2 separate regions of the Mus musculus genome follow, and region 1 is linked to region 2. The links are chromatin contacts, called in public promoter capture Hi-C maps. All regions are on one chromosome and are shown on one strand. Each heading gives the region's core, a stretch centred on a gene start, on an enhancer-like site or on the middle of the called end of the contact. The rest is flanking DNA. Distances are from core to core; before and after follow the strand shown. Region 1 has its middle 290 kb from the start of Gm30904. Region 2 holds the start of Echdc3 (enoyl Coenzyme A hydratase domain containing 3).

Region 1 (6,616 bases), core at 2,691-5,190, 2.4 Mb after region 2:
CCCTATACTGTGGCAGAGAACCTTCACAGGGCCTAGGGCCTCTCCTCCCACTGATGACAGACTAGGCTGTCCTCTGCTACATATGCAGCTAGAGCCACAAATTCCACCATCTGTTTTCTTTGATTGGTGATTTAGTTCCAAGGAGCTCTGGGGATACTGGTTAGTTCATATTGTTGTTCCTCCCATGGGGCTTCAGACCCCTTCAGCTCCTTGGGTACTTTCTCTAGCTCCTTCATTGGGGACCTTGTGCTGCATCCAATAGATGATTGTGAGCATCCACCTCTGTATTTGACAGGCACTGGCAAAGGCCCTCAGGAGACAGCTAAATCAGGCTCCTGTCAGCAGGCTCTTGTTGGCATCTACCATAGTGTCTGGGTTTAGTGGTTATTTATGGTATGGATCCCCAAGAGGGACAGTCTCTGGATGGTCATTCCTTCAGCCCCTGCTCTGAACTTTGTCTCTGTAACTCCTTTCATGGGTATTTTGTTCCCCCTTCTAACAAGGATTCTGAGCTTCTGGGCTAATATTGCTGATCAGTGAGTGCATATCATGTGTGTTCTTTTGTGATTGGGTTACCTCACTCAAGAGGCTAACATTTTGGTCCAACTCTCCATTGCCTCTGTGAAAATAAAGCCAAGGGGAAATAAGATTGGTAGGCACCATTTAATCCTATATCAAGGGTTGACCAGTGCGCTGCAGTACCACTATGCTTCATCCCCAAGCTAAACAACTGCCAACATTAGAAATTTATCCTATGTCTTCTTGGAAGACATCTATATCAGCAAGAGCTACCTGACCCCTAAAAAAAAGACCTTGTTCAACACAGGTTCACTGACCAACTTATGCTACACGCATACGTTACCTGAGCTCAAGCTGTGCTTACTGCATACTATATTTATATAAGAAAGATAGAAGTGTAAAGTGGTGTGAGGATGGTGAAAACATCAAAAGAAGGCAAGAAAAATCTGCAATTTTCATAGCCAAAATGATTTTTACCAAAATGAACTATAGGCATAAAACCAAGGACTTTGGAGACCCAGAGAACACTAAAAAAAAAACTGAAAAACTAGCCCATATCTAATAGAAACAAACAAAAACCAAAGAAGTGAAATATTATACAGAGAGAAAGAAGAATCAGAGTTATTTTAATATAGTTTCAATTCGCCATTGAAAAGAGTATAGAAAGAATTTAGTAGGGATTAAAGAAAAAACAAAAGTGAAGGAGTCCATATTGAAAGAAAATGTCCCTACTAAATGAAAGAGACATAAGTATTTTCTCCATAAAAAAAAAAAAAAAACAAAAAAAACCTTAATTTAAAGCACTCTTCAAATAATAAGACAAAAAATTCACATTGTTAAAAAAAAGGGGAAAGATGATTTAAGAGAAGCATAGTAGAAGTTTATTTTAGATTTATTTATTTAGATGTGTGTATGTGACTGCGAAGTGTAAAGTAAGTTGTGTCGGATGGTGTTTTGTTGGGCAAACATGGGATGGAGTGTTTTCCTAAAGCAGACACAAGTGAAAGTATGCTTTGCTAAAGCAGACATGGGTGAAATGGTGTTCTGCTAAAGCAAGCACATAAAGGACACATGGTGGAGGGTTATTTGCTAAAGGCATGCATGTATTGGTCCATCTTACATTAAATAGTTAAGCTCCATTTGTTGGGACTCCATAGAGAGAAACACACCAAAAACTTCTGGTCATGTGCTGCAGCTTCTTGCAGCTTCCACAGCAAACTCTGGCTGATTGGCAGAGTGATACCAGCTGGGACTGATTCATGTGGAATTTTGCTAAGTCATACTTGTGTGTTGAGACAAGACTCATGGAGTGTTGCAGGTATTATTAGAAAATAACCCACACTATTGCCAGCTACTCTCTGGCCCCAAAGCCTAACTAGAGAAGAATGGCAGTCCATCAGCCTTGGTGGGGTGCAGCAAGAGCAGCGTGTTGCGGGCAGTTGGTAATACAGAATGGACATGCTGTTCTAGAAAAAAAGAGAAAAGCTGAAACTGCCAGGTTGGTCTTCCACTTCAGAAATCTAGAGGACAAACATATGAAGCCCAAAGCAAACAGATTTTAAATGCAAAATTAAAGCAGATGTCAATAAAATTAACATAAATATAATAGAGATAATCAATAAAAAACTGTTCTTTGAAAAGATTATAAAATGGATTTGCATCTAGTTAGATTGACTATGAGAGTAAAAACAATCACACAAGCTACCATTCAGAAACAAAAAAGGTTCCATTACCATGGAACTCATAGACACTAACAGTCTGATGAGGAATAATGATAAACTCTGCATAGAAAATGACAATTGCAAAACTGGGGTTCAGAGTAACAAATGATTGTTTTAAAAATGAGAATATAAATTAGATGTACTGGCTCGGAATTAAATGTTCCTTTGAATAGATGGACAAGAACAGTGTGGTTGGATGTGTATCCTTGCTTGTTTTTGCTACCTGCTACAAATCACTTTCCATCCCTGCAGCATCTGCTACATTTTGTTACCTAGCTGTTTATCACCATAGCACTAATACCAACATAAATGGTTGCTGTCCCCATGTCCCGTGTCCTAAGGTATGGACAGGCTGTCTACACTAGTAATCAGTAGGCCCACTTTAATTTTTGAAGGAAAAACTGATAACTCAATACAATAAAGTAAGTTTGTTAAGGATGGCAGCTCTTTTAAATACTTTTCTCATTACCAGGACAAAGTAAATGATCAAAGCAACTCAAGGAAAAAAATGTTTATTTAGGCTCTGAGTTTGAGGGTATAATCCATCATGGCTGGACAGTCAAGGTAGCTGGAGCTTGAGGTGACTCGTTAGATCCATGGTGAAGAAGCAGGGAAAAATGTGGATATTCAACTCAGTTTCTGATTATGCACCTGAAAATCCAGATGCACTCGCATGTATATGCTTGACTCAGTGGATACAAAGGCTAGAGGATGTTGTCCTTGGTAAACTATGATGTCGTCTATGGTATCCTCTGAGCCACAACTCAGCAGTTCACTCAGGATGGCTGGCCACTGAGCTCAGTGTATCATCTTGTCTCTGCTCCCTCAGCCCTGGAGTTACAGACACATTCTTTCATGTCCTACTCTAATGTGGATGCTGGCCATCTGAACCCAAACCCCATGCTGTCTGGTCAGCTGAACATTGCCCTCACTCATGTTACAGATTTTCAAATAATTAATTCAGTGCTCTCTCTGCAGCAATCCTAGAACATCATAAAGTCTTTATCCTAACCAAAATGCCATCATTCGTTGAATTCAATAGATTTGATGAGAGTTAAATGACACAGTAAGAAATAATAGTGCCGTTTTCTATAATATACAAGATGTAATTTTCTATCTGACATTTATAAAAAAAAAGACAATGAGAATTACTTTTACAGTCATAAAAGACAGCATAGTGTTGAATGACTTGAGAAATATTAAAACTAAATCTTTTACACACCTAATTTTTTTTCTATCTGGAACATATATTTCTCATGAATATTTGAACAAGTATGATAAATAGACATTAGAGAAAGTAAAACTTCTATTCTTTTTTTTTTTTAAACAGGAACAGGCTTAGTCTAGCACATACACATACTGGTAAATGCAAAGTCACTAAAGAAGAATCCTGGAAAAAGTCACGTCTTATCTGATCTGAGAATGGTTCCCATAAACTTGAGTTTCCCATGTTAAGAATGCAAGCAGCTCCAAAGGCAAGGCTGCTTCCTTTTGGTATTTCATAGTTTATACCAAATAAGCTTTAAACGTGCGAATGTTTCTCTTGTAACACGGTGTGCTACTGCAGAACTTACGGGGAAGAGGAGGGGACTTAGATCAAACAGATTCCATGCACTTCTGCGCGTATTCAGCTCAACAACTCAATGACTGCTGTATACACAAAGTTAAAACGGCAGAAATAAAGGCAGCTGTGCAGCAAACAAGTGAAAAAGCTTTCTGCTGCCCTCTGCTGATATTGCAGGATCTTCATGCATTCTGCAGGTGTTTATCTTGCAATGTTGGAAGAAAGATTTCCTTTGTGCCTTTGACTACATAAGATGAAAAATATCAATAATAATCATATTTCAATATATTAAATATAAAAGATGAGGACTAGTGGTTGTTTTTAAATTTCAGAATTGCTAAGGATAGTAACTCCTTGTCTTAGTTATATTTTCTGTCACTGTAGTAAAATACCCTGAGAAAAATAACTTAAAGAAGAAAGACATGAATTGGGCTAGCACTCTGAGGACACTGTCATCAGGCAGTGTGGAATACATGTCCCAGGGCTGGGAGTTTGAGTCAGTTGGTCAGATTGCATCTGCAGAGAGGAAGGAGAGAGTAATGGTTCTTCCTGCTCAGCTAGCTTCCTCCTCTCTATGTTAAGTACTCAAATGGTACCGCACTGCTTCCCTCCTACACAGGATCTCCTGGGTTCCTGGAGGTTGGCTTCTGCGTGATTCCAGAGCCTCTCAAGATGACCATCAACCCTAACTATCACATATCTTTTTCCACATTGTATTTTAGGAAAACAGAGATAGAGGCATTACTTCTTTAGAGTTCTCATACTTGCTCCTGTCTTTCTTGGGTTAGAAAGTAGGTTAATTTTCATTTATCTCTGATTAGTCAGTGCCCCCCTTTTGCCAATATTATTTGACTGTTCTCCATCCCACAGCTACATTCTTATGAAAGATAAAATGAGACACACATTCTTTTTTTTTCTCACTTAATCTTTTTTTTAATTAGGTATTTTCCTCATTTACATTTCCAATGCTATCCCAAAAGTCCCCCATACCCACCCCCCCTACTCCCCTACCCACCCACTCCCCCTTTTTGGCCCTGGCGTTCCCCTGTACTGGGGCATATAAAGTTTGCAAGTTCAATGGGCCTCTCTTCTTAAGGAAGAGAAAAATTATGTGAGTAAGAAAAGAACTTTAGTTTGCTAGGAGTTCTTAGAATGGTGAAATGAAAACACACTCTATTGGGCTGGAGAGAAAGTATAGTGGCTAAATACGTTTTTCTCTTCCATAAGACCTAACTTTAGTTCCCAAGACTTAAGTAAGGCATCTTACAGCCACCTGTAACTCCAGCTTCAAGGGATCTAATGCCCTCTGCTGGTCTCCATGGGTACTCACACACATGCCTCTGTGCCTCTAGATCTGTCTTGGTCTCTCTCCTCTCTCGCTCGCTCTCTCTCTCTCTCTCTCTCTCTCTCTCTCTTTCCCCTCTCTCTATTTCTCTCCCTCTCCCCTTCTCTCTCTCTCTCTCTCTCTCTCTCTCATAAACAAAATGAAAATAAATCTTTTTAAAAATCAAATTTTATCAATGAGAGACAATCAATGTTTAGAATCATTTACTGAATTCCATTTAGCTCAGGAAAGCTTGAAATGAAAGTTGTGGATAGCATGCAATAAAAATATTCATGTAACATTTGGGAAAAGTCATGGTCTCTCTCTCCACACCCCACCCTCTCTCCAATCTCCCATCATTCTCACACCTCCCTACTTTCTGTTTCTTCATTCCATTTTCTAATGATGTGTAGTAAGAATATAGCCATATATTTAGAGTATTAAGAGTTAAGAACCATTAAAGTTAAAAAAAAAGAAACTATTATTTCAGCTATCAGTTTATTGTTCAGCACATATAAAATCTAAGCATGAATAACCCAAAAAATAAAACCTGAGAATTAAGTAATGCTTTCAAGATCTATGTTGTTGTTAGAGCCAAGTAATTAACTTCTCAGGGGAGAGGCATTGAAAAGCAACCAAGTTGTCTTTAAATATTATTCTGACAATAAAATGGTGATATCATTAGTGGCCGCTAGGGATTGGAAATAAACCTGGAAGTGGAAGTGTGGATAGAATTACTCATCTTGCTTGGCCAGAAGTGAGAAAAAGCAGAGTGGATAGAGGAGCCTCCCAAGTGCCATTCGCCAGCATGTCCACCTTTAGAGACATCGCATAAGAATCAGGATTAGTGAGGCCAGTATCAACTATCATAGTTTTAAGCTGCTATGAAAAACCCACGTGAAGGACTGCGGGGATTACTGAAGCCAGAAGCTCTACGGCTGACAATCATCTAAGAACTCAAATCACTACAAAGATGACTCAATGGAGAGATAATAAGCAATGATGCAAATTATTATGCCAACAGTACTCAGTCCTTGAAAGTAGCATCTGAGATTCCTTACATGATCCACTCTAGCCAAAGCTAGTAGGTTATGTGGGTTAGTCATAAGAGCTGTGTCTAAATAACATTATTGATTAAAAGCATCCAATGATCGTCAATAGTTTGAATCTCTCTCTCTCTCTCTCTCTCTCTCTCTCTCTCTCTCTCTCTCTCTCTCTCTCTCCCTCTCCTACCCTTCATCTGTCTGTCTGTCTGTCTTTCTGTCTGTCTGTGTGTTTTTGCTATGGATTGAAGTAGAGCCTTGTAGCTGAGAATCTGGAGCTCTGCTGGTGAGAAACCGCCTCAGCACTCTCCTCTCTTATTTTGAAAAAGAATCTCATAGTTTCTCACACTGGTCTTGAACTCACTATGTACCACAGGAGGGCCTTGAATATATAGTCCCCATGCCTCAGTCTCCCAAGTAACTGATATTCCAGACCTACACCACC
Region 2 (6,420 bases), core at 3,716-6,215:
GAATTCTGTCTTAAATGTTTGTGTGTGTATGTGTGTGTATGTATGCATGTGTGTGTGTGTATGGGTGTGTGCGTGTGTGTGTGTGTGTGTGTGTGTGTGTGTGTATGTATGTATGCACGTGTGTGGTGTACGGGTGTGTATGTGCCTGTGTGTATATGCTAGGCTAAGAGCTCTGCAAACTGAGCCATCTCCTCAGCCCAAGACTGTCTGATTTTGATGACAAGGAGAAGCCATGATTTTACTGAGCAAAGACCTTTGCTACAATCCCCATGGCTAACAAGGGCCAAGACCGCAGTGGCATAGACGTTCTCAATGTTTTTCAAAGGAGGCCAGAGCAATTCTCCAGTGAAGTGAGGCAAGGAGTCCCAGCTCACCGGCACATTTTGAGAAACCTTACACGGGCGCTCTGGACCACTAACGACAGGCTTCAGAGAAATACCTGAAATTATAATGACTTTCAGGTCTTCACTTTCAGCTTCGTGAAGAATGTCACTTCGGAGAGATTTCAGCATGGCCAGTGACAGCGCATTCCTCCTCCTGGGATTGCTTAAGACAATGTTCCTGTAAAAAGCATTTGATAGTCCCCGGGTCATGCACCAGTCAAAACGAGAGAAGACCCCTGCAATTCCTTTCTAATTTAGGAGCAATTTTGAAACTCAAGAAGAAAGAGCTGCTGAGGCCTGGTGCCAGCTTCAAGGGTCTGTCAGCATCCTGGAGCGACAGCTTCAAGGGTCTGTCAAAACAAGGAAGAGAGGTGACCTGAGAGGCAGGCTAGCCTTTTCTTCCTGGTTCCTTGATTTGTTTTTGCTCCCCCCGCTCCCTCCCGCCCTCTCGACTGTCAGAAACTCTGCCACCTCCACAGCAAGGCTGTGCCACAACAGTCCCCAAATCATCTGTGGCCACAGAGGATGTGAGTTTCAGGTGACAGTGGCCAGGTTAGGTGAATCTGACAAACAGGCCCTACCCACAACTTCTTTCCAGGTGCTGTTCTTTAGAACGAGGTTAGGAGAGGAGCCAAGGAAGTAAAAGTCCCCCTTCCCTCTCTCCTCCCACACAATCCAAAGAAAAGGTAGCAGAGGTCTGGCTGCAGGGGTATACACACTGCAGCATTTACAAAGGTTTCTGGTAAACGTGCAAGATAATTTGTGCCATTGGGGAACAGATGCTAGAGAGAGCGCAGACGGGCAAACCCGTGCAACAGATGTAGCATCTCGAAGAGAGCTGGCACCTCCAGGGCCTCTCTGCTATTTTAAAATGGCCCATGCTCAGAATACAACAACCTGTATTGTCATCCTACAGCCTTATATAGAAATGTCTTATTTTTGCTGTCCTTAGAAATGGGCAGTGAACCAAACCAGATTCTCATCACATGCTTCCTATTTCCCGTTGGTCTCCGCCCACACGAGCTCTAAGCCTGCTCCGTTCTCTTCTGAATATGGCATTGTATTGTTACACGGTCAATCGGGTCCTCCACAAATAACACTTAGGAGGTTTTTTTTTTTTTTCTTTCTTTTTAAACAACTCTGATGACTAAATTTATCTCCACAAAATAAGAATAATCATTCCTTTTGGGATACCTGTTCAGTTTCGCTGCAGTTCCCAGGTAGCTGTGGGGCTGTTTTGTTTCTCAGAAGCACACTCTCTCCCAAGTCTAGGAATCCCTTGCAGCTCATCTGCTGATGCTTAGAACCTTTATCTATGGAAGTGGTGGAAATTACCTGTAACCTTGTGGCAGAATAATGAGTGTGCTCATGGTTGCAAACAGAAGACACTGTCACCCTAAGCCTCAAGGGGTTTCTTTGCAAGCATGAGAACATGTGTTCCATCTCTAGAGCTAGTTCCTCCTCCCTCTCCCTCCCCCCCTCTCTCTCTCAGCAGGGCACTGTGACATGTACTTTGAATCCTAGTGCTGGGGAGGTGGAGACAGACTCTAGACCAGTGGGAAACCCATCTCAACAGGGTGGGCGACATGGGAGGAATCCAGATGATCACCTGGCTTCCTTCCTGACATGTGCATGTGAGAGTACACGTACACACATGTCTCATGTGCATGTGAGAGTACACACATACACACGGAAGTTGCCACCCCAGTATTTACATCAGCTTAAGGTAAAATTGCACAAGAAGATCCCAACCCACACGGTCTGCTGTTTGGTGGTATCTGTTCGGATGAATCCTGCTAATCCTTCCGGACTCGCTGTTAGACAGTTCTCACAAGCGGACTTCTCTTCCCACCGCCCCACTGATCCATCTCAGTGATCATCTCCTCATTGCCAGACCCAGATGCACCTGTGGCCTGCACCACTCCCCTTTTAGGAAGCCGTCACCTCTGGGCAGGGCTTCCTTCTTCTCTAGTCAGTTCGTGCCTTCTTTGCTGGGCTCCCAGGCTCTGGCAGGAGCGCCATCCCTTGCCCTATCGTTGTTCCATGCACACTGCCCAGGCAACTTCACTGGTGACACCTCTGTGACACTCTGTGCTGAGATCTCCCAGTCATGCCCCCTAGTTCAAGCCCTTCTCCAGAGCCCTAGATCTGTGTGTTTGCTCTGACGGTCTCTGGGCAACCTTCCTTCCCCACGCACCCCTCTCCTCTGAGCTGCTGTTGTCACCCTAGCTGGAACCAGAAAGTCACCTTATGTTGCTCTGCAGCTCTCCTTGATTTCCCAGGACATCGAAATTCCTCAGCCTCTCACCAGCCTCAGCACTCTCATGACTGTTTCAATGTGGCGTGCCTTAAGCAGAGACCTTCACCAGTACTCTGAATTTAAAGGAAAAATGTCTCTCTGATGAGGTCTCTCTCCCATAGGACACCTATAGAGACATAATGGTCCCTATAAGTGGTCCAAATAGCTATCCGAAGATCATCATTTTAAAATACCACTTTTGTTTTTCACAGCTATTTCTACTGGACTGTAGAGGACTGGACTAGTCTCATAGGCCCACTCTGCCATGATGGCACATGAGGGGGAAACACCTTGGGAGGCAGAGGCGATCTCTTTCAGCCTCCTGGTTCACTACCTCCAGACAGTCATCTCTGAACTTAACTCTCATCTGTAAAGAGGGGTGACAGACATCTTGCAGGCCATTGTGTGACTCAGGGACAATGAGTGCAAGTGCCTGACACAGCTCTCATTTCATAGCTGGTCTTCACGGTAGGACGGCATTATTGCTCTGAGGCACAGTTTGAAACGGGAGACTTGAAGTGACCGAGTCACACAAGTCCCCCTGCTTACCATAGTACTGTTCTAATGCTTGGCTCAGGTAGAATATTAATACATGATTCCTATCATCTATAATCAACTGGTCTCATCACCCTTCTCTTCTGATTCCCGATTCATGTTTACTTCTGAAGGACTCAGTCTTCCATCTCTTGCCAGAATTTCTGAGCAGATATGAGCAGACTTTATTTGGTGGGGGAGGGGATGCAGCCCAGGCTAGTCTCGAACTTGCTATGTAGTCCTGGAGGGCTTTGAACTCAGGTTTGTCCTGCTTCAGCCTTCCGAGTGGTGTGATTACAAGCCTGTGCTACCACACCCAGCTTATGACTATAGTATTAGTATTAGAAGCTTCTCTTTAAAAATCATAAAGGGCCGGGCAATGGTGGCGCACGCCTTTAACCCCAGCACTTCAGAGGCAGGAGCAGGCAGATTTCTGAGTTCAAGGCTAGCCTGGTCTATAGAGAGAGTTCTAGGACAGCCAGGGCTACACAGAGAAACCCTGTCTCAAAAAAAAAAAAAAAATCAGAAAGGAAGGCTCTACATTTCAGAGCCCCCTAAGGCTCTCTTTGGGAGTGTTTCTATCTCTGTTGATGGCCAAGGAGTCCACAGGAAATGGGATTGCTCTTTAGTTACTGAGCCCCACCAATGCTTAGCCCCTGTGGTGGCCACCCATGGTTGTCTGTAGGGAGTTAGGGGACAGACAGAATATGGGCACCTTGGATGGGTATCCGCAGACCTGTGTGCTAAGCTCCTTAAAGGCTGTAGTAATAGAGAGGTCTGAGGGTGAAGGGGAGGTGTGGGGAGAGCCAAAGGCCAGAGGTTGGCTCTCCATTCTTTTGGAGGACCACATAAAAGTTTGGGTGAGGATTAAAAAGTGAAACATGATCTTCTAGGGTTAAGAAGAGCTATTTACTGGAGTAGGGGGCATATCACTTAAACAGCTCCACCTGTAGCTCTTAAACAAGGAAACGTAGCTCTTCACAGCCTTGTGCTGCCCAGGCCTGAAAAGGGTCTTCATTACATCCAGGTTGTGCACGGATTCAAACAAAACTTTAAGGCTTTTAGGTTTGTGGCACAAGGGGGCAGAGATCAGGGCATGTGCCCTGTATCCTTACTTATTGACCTCCCCCACCCTGCATTTCAGCATGCCCTTAACCCTGGAGCCTGCTGATTTTGTTTGTAAGGGCATGGATCTTTTGTGATAGGCTTTCTTGGAGGTCATGGCAACGGCTGTTGCGATAGATGTGTGCTCATGCCAGCAGAAATGTTCAGAAACGACTGGGCAACTGGGCACGGTAGCCGTGTTAGGGGGCCACCAGGAAGTTTTCACTTACAACCCTCACATGTGCCTCGTATTAGTGTGCACAGGGAAGGGACACCTGTAAACTCAGTATGCAAGGATTCCTCCACCAAAGATGTCATCTTTTCGAGATGAAATCGAAAAGAACAGTGACAAATAACTCAGGATTAGTGGCGGCAAGGCCTGTTGATCCCGAGTCCTGGCTCCCAACTCCAGGGAGAGCCCTGGCACTGCCTGCAGGCTGACCTGATTCCGTCCTGCTGTCGCGTGCTGGTGAGCCTTGGCTCTGACTCCGACCCCGCAGGTCCTGCTGACCCTGGGCTGCAGAAGCCGGCGGAGAGAGGGGCCCATGGGTTGCGCCTGAGCCAGCTGGGCCACTTCACCCCAAAGGCCCGAAGGCCTGCGACCACAGCCATTGCAGCCAAGAAAAGCAAGGTTGACTGTGCAAGCAGCCTAGGCCTCGGGTTTTTCCCTTTTAGACCTGGTCACTCAGAGCCCCGCCTTCAGGGCCCCACCCCCAAAGCCCTGCCCCGGTGTCCTTCTCCTGGAGCCACGCCCCCAAACCCGGGCTGCGAAACTAGTGGAGCGGGGCGGGTGGGGTGGAGGGGCTCGGGGCCCTGCCCTGGGTGTAGGTCACAGAATGAAACTCATTTGCCAGAGCCAGTGATTTGTTTGATTTAGTCAGGCTGTGAAGGAGTTTAAGGGAGGGGAGAACTGGGTTGGCTCGTTTCTTTGTGTAGCGACACCAGGAATGTGCCGGATGTTGTGAAATGAGTGTCATCCGGTGATGAGTGGCAGGAGCTATGTACCACATTGCTGCGCCCACGCCTCCCACAGGAAACTCTCCTATGCCTTGTGGGTGATCCTGGATCACAAGGAGTGTTTAGCCTACTATAACTTTGAATGTTTTGCATCTTCCCGTGCAGACGCGGGAGACCGGTATTTATAGCTTGGGCTTTCCACATTCGCCCAGGGGAAGCCTGGAATCCGTTTCAGGATCCCAGTGGCTAGATGAGAGGCATATCCTACAGTGAAAGGCTTTTAAGTAAATCCTTGCGGTGTGGTAATTCTTGCAAATGTGGGTATTTGTGGGAGACACAGAATAAATAATCTTAGCTCTTAAGATCTTGTTGCTTCTAGAGGGAGGTGCCATCCCAGGAGCCCGAACTCTTTCCCAATGGGTTCTGCAAGGATAACAGTATATACAAGATATACAGTATATACAATACATTCATTAAATCTCAGAAAGTAAAAAGATTTACAAGGGTGTCCTATAAGATGACCAACCTGCAAGGCATTGAAGGGGCATCAGGGATGCAGCCTCTGTGAGTCTTATGTGTGCTGCTGTGGGATTTTAATCCATGCAGCTGCCTTTGAGTCTTTTGTGCTCCTGCAAGTAGCTCCTCACCCCTACCTACAGAGGTAACCCCAGTAGACTTACCGGTTCCCTAAGCTAGCCTTGGGTAGAATCGTTTCTTTGCTCTGTGGATGTCATCCTAGAAAAAGTCACACAAGGGGCTTGTTTTTTCCTTTTGTTTTGAAACGGGGTTTCTCTATGTAGTCTTGGCTGTCCTGGAACTTGGGTAGCCTCAAACCCACAGAGATCCACTTGCCTCTGCCTCGTGAGTGCCGGGATTAAAAGCATATACCGTCACTGCCCACTGCGAAGCTGTCATCCTCAGCTTTATAACAGGACAAAACAGTGTATAAGGTGATATTTCAAAATATCATTGAAGACTCTCCCACTACCCTTCACCCCTCCATTTCCTTGACTGTTGTTCTATCTAAAAAGCTAGATTATTCTTTGTTTCTGTGAAGAAACCCAGAATCCAGAAGAATCCAGCTGGTTAGAGGGTTGCAATTCTTGACCTCTGGGTTTTTAAAGCTTGACTCGTAGGGATGGA

Evidence for each region. Promoter capture Hi-C pulls out the DNA fragments that hold promoters and counts their contacts.
Region 1: a promoter capture Hi-C map of hippocampal neurons shows a contact between it and region 2, with 10 times the contacts expected there. The contact joins the enhancer-like site here to the promoter of Echdc3 in region 2. A contact is called at or near these places in 7 of 39 promoter capture datasets (the 3T3-L1 cell line, 3T3-L1-derived adipocytes, cranial neural crest and 4 more), 14 of 484 Hi-C or Micro-C datasets (3T3-L1-derived adipocytes, B cells, the C2C12 cell line and 8 more) and 3 of 115 datasets of contacts at active chromatin or transcription factors (astrocytes, embryonic forebrain and embryonic stem cells).

Annotation. Positions count from the first base shown.
Region 1 is chr2:8,634,376-8,640,991 of GRCm38.p6, forward strand. No RefSeq gene overlaps it. Among named protein-coding and RNA genes, the nearest start is that of Gm30904, 290 kb to the left of the region's middle. Within about 2 kb of position 3,941, at least 5 of the 459 cell types and tissues checked have an H3K27ac peak or open chromatin away from gene starts, as enhancers often do. A contact at or near this core is called in cortical neurons and hippocampal neurons, where this site is marked.
Region 2 is chr2:6,208,029-6,214,448 of GRCm38.p6, forward strand. Echdc3 (enoyl Coenzyme A hydratase domain containing 3) reads right to left here and starts at 4,966. Exons shown (of 5, transcript NM_024208.4): 1 at 4,763-4,966; 2 at 440-561. The coding sequence starts at 4,932. The region is part of intron 1 of A230108P19Rik (RIKEN cDNA A230108P19 gene); the gene reads left to right.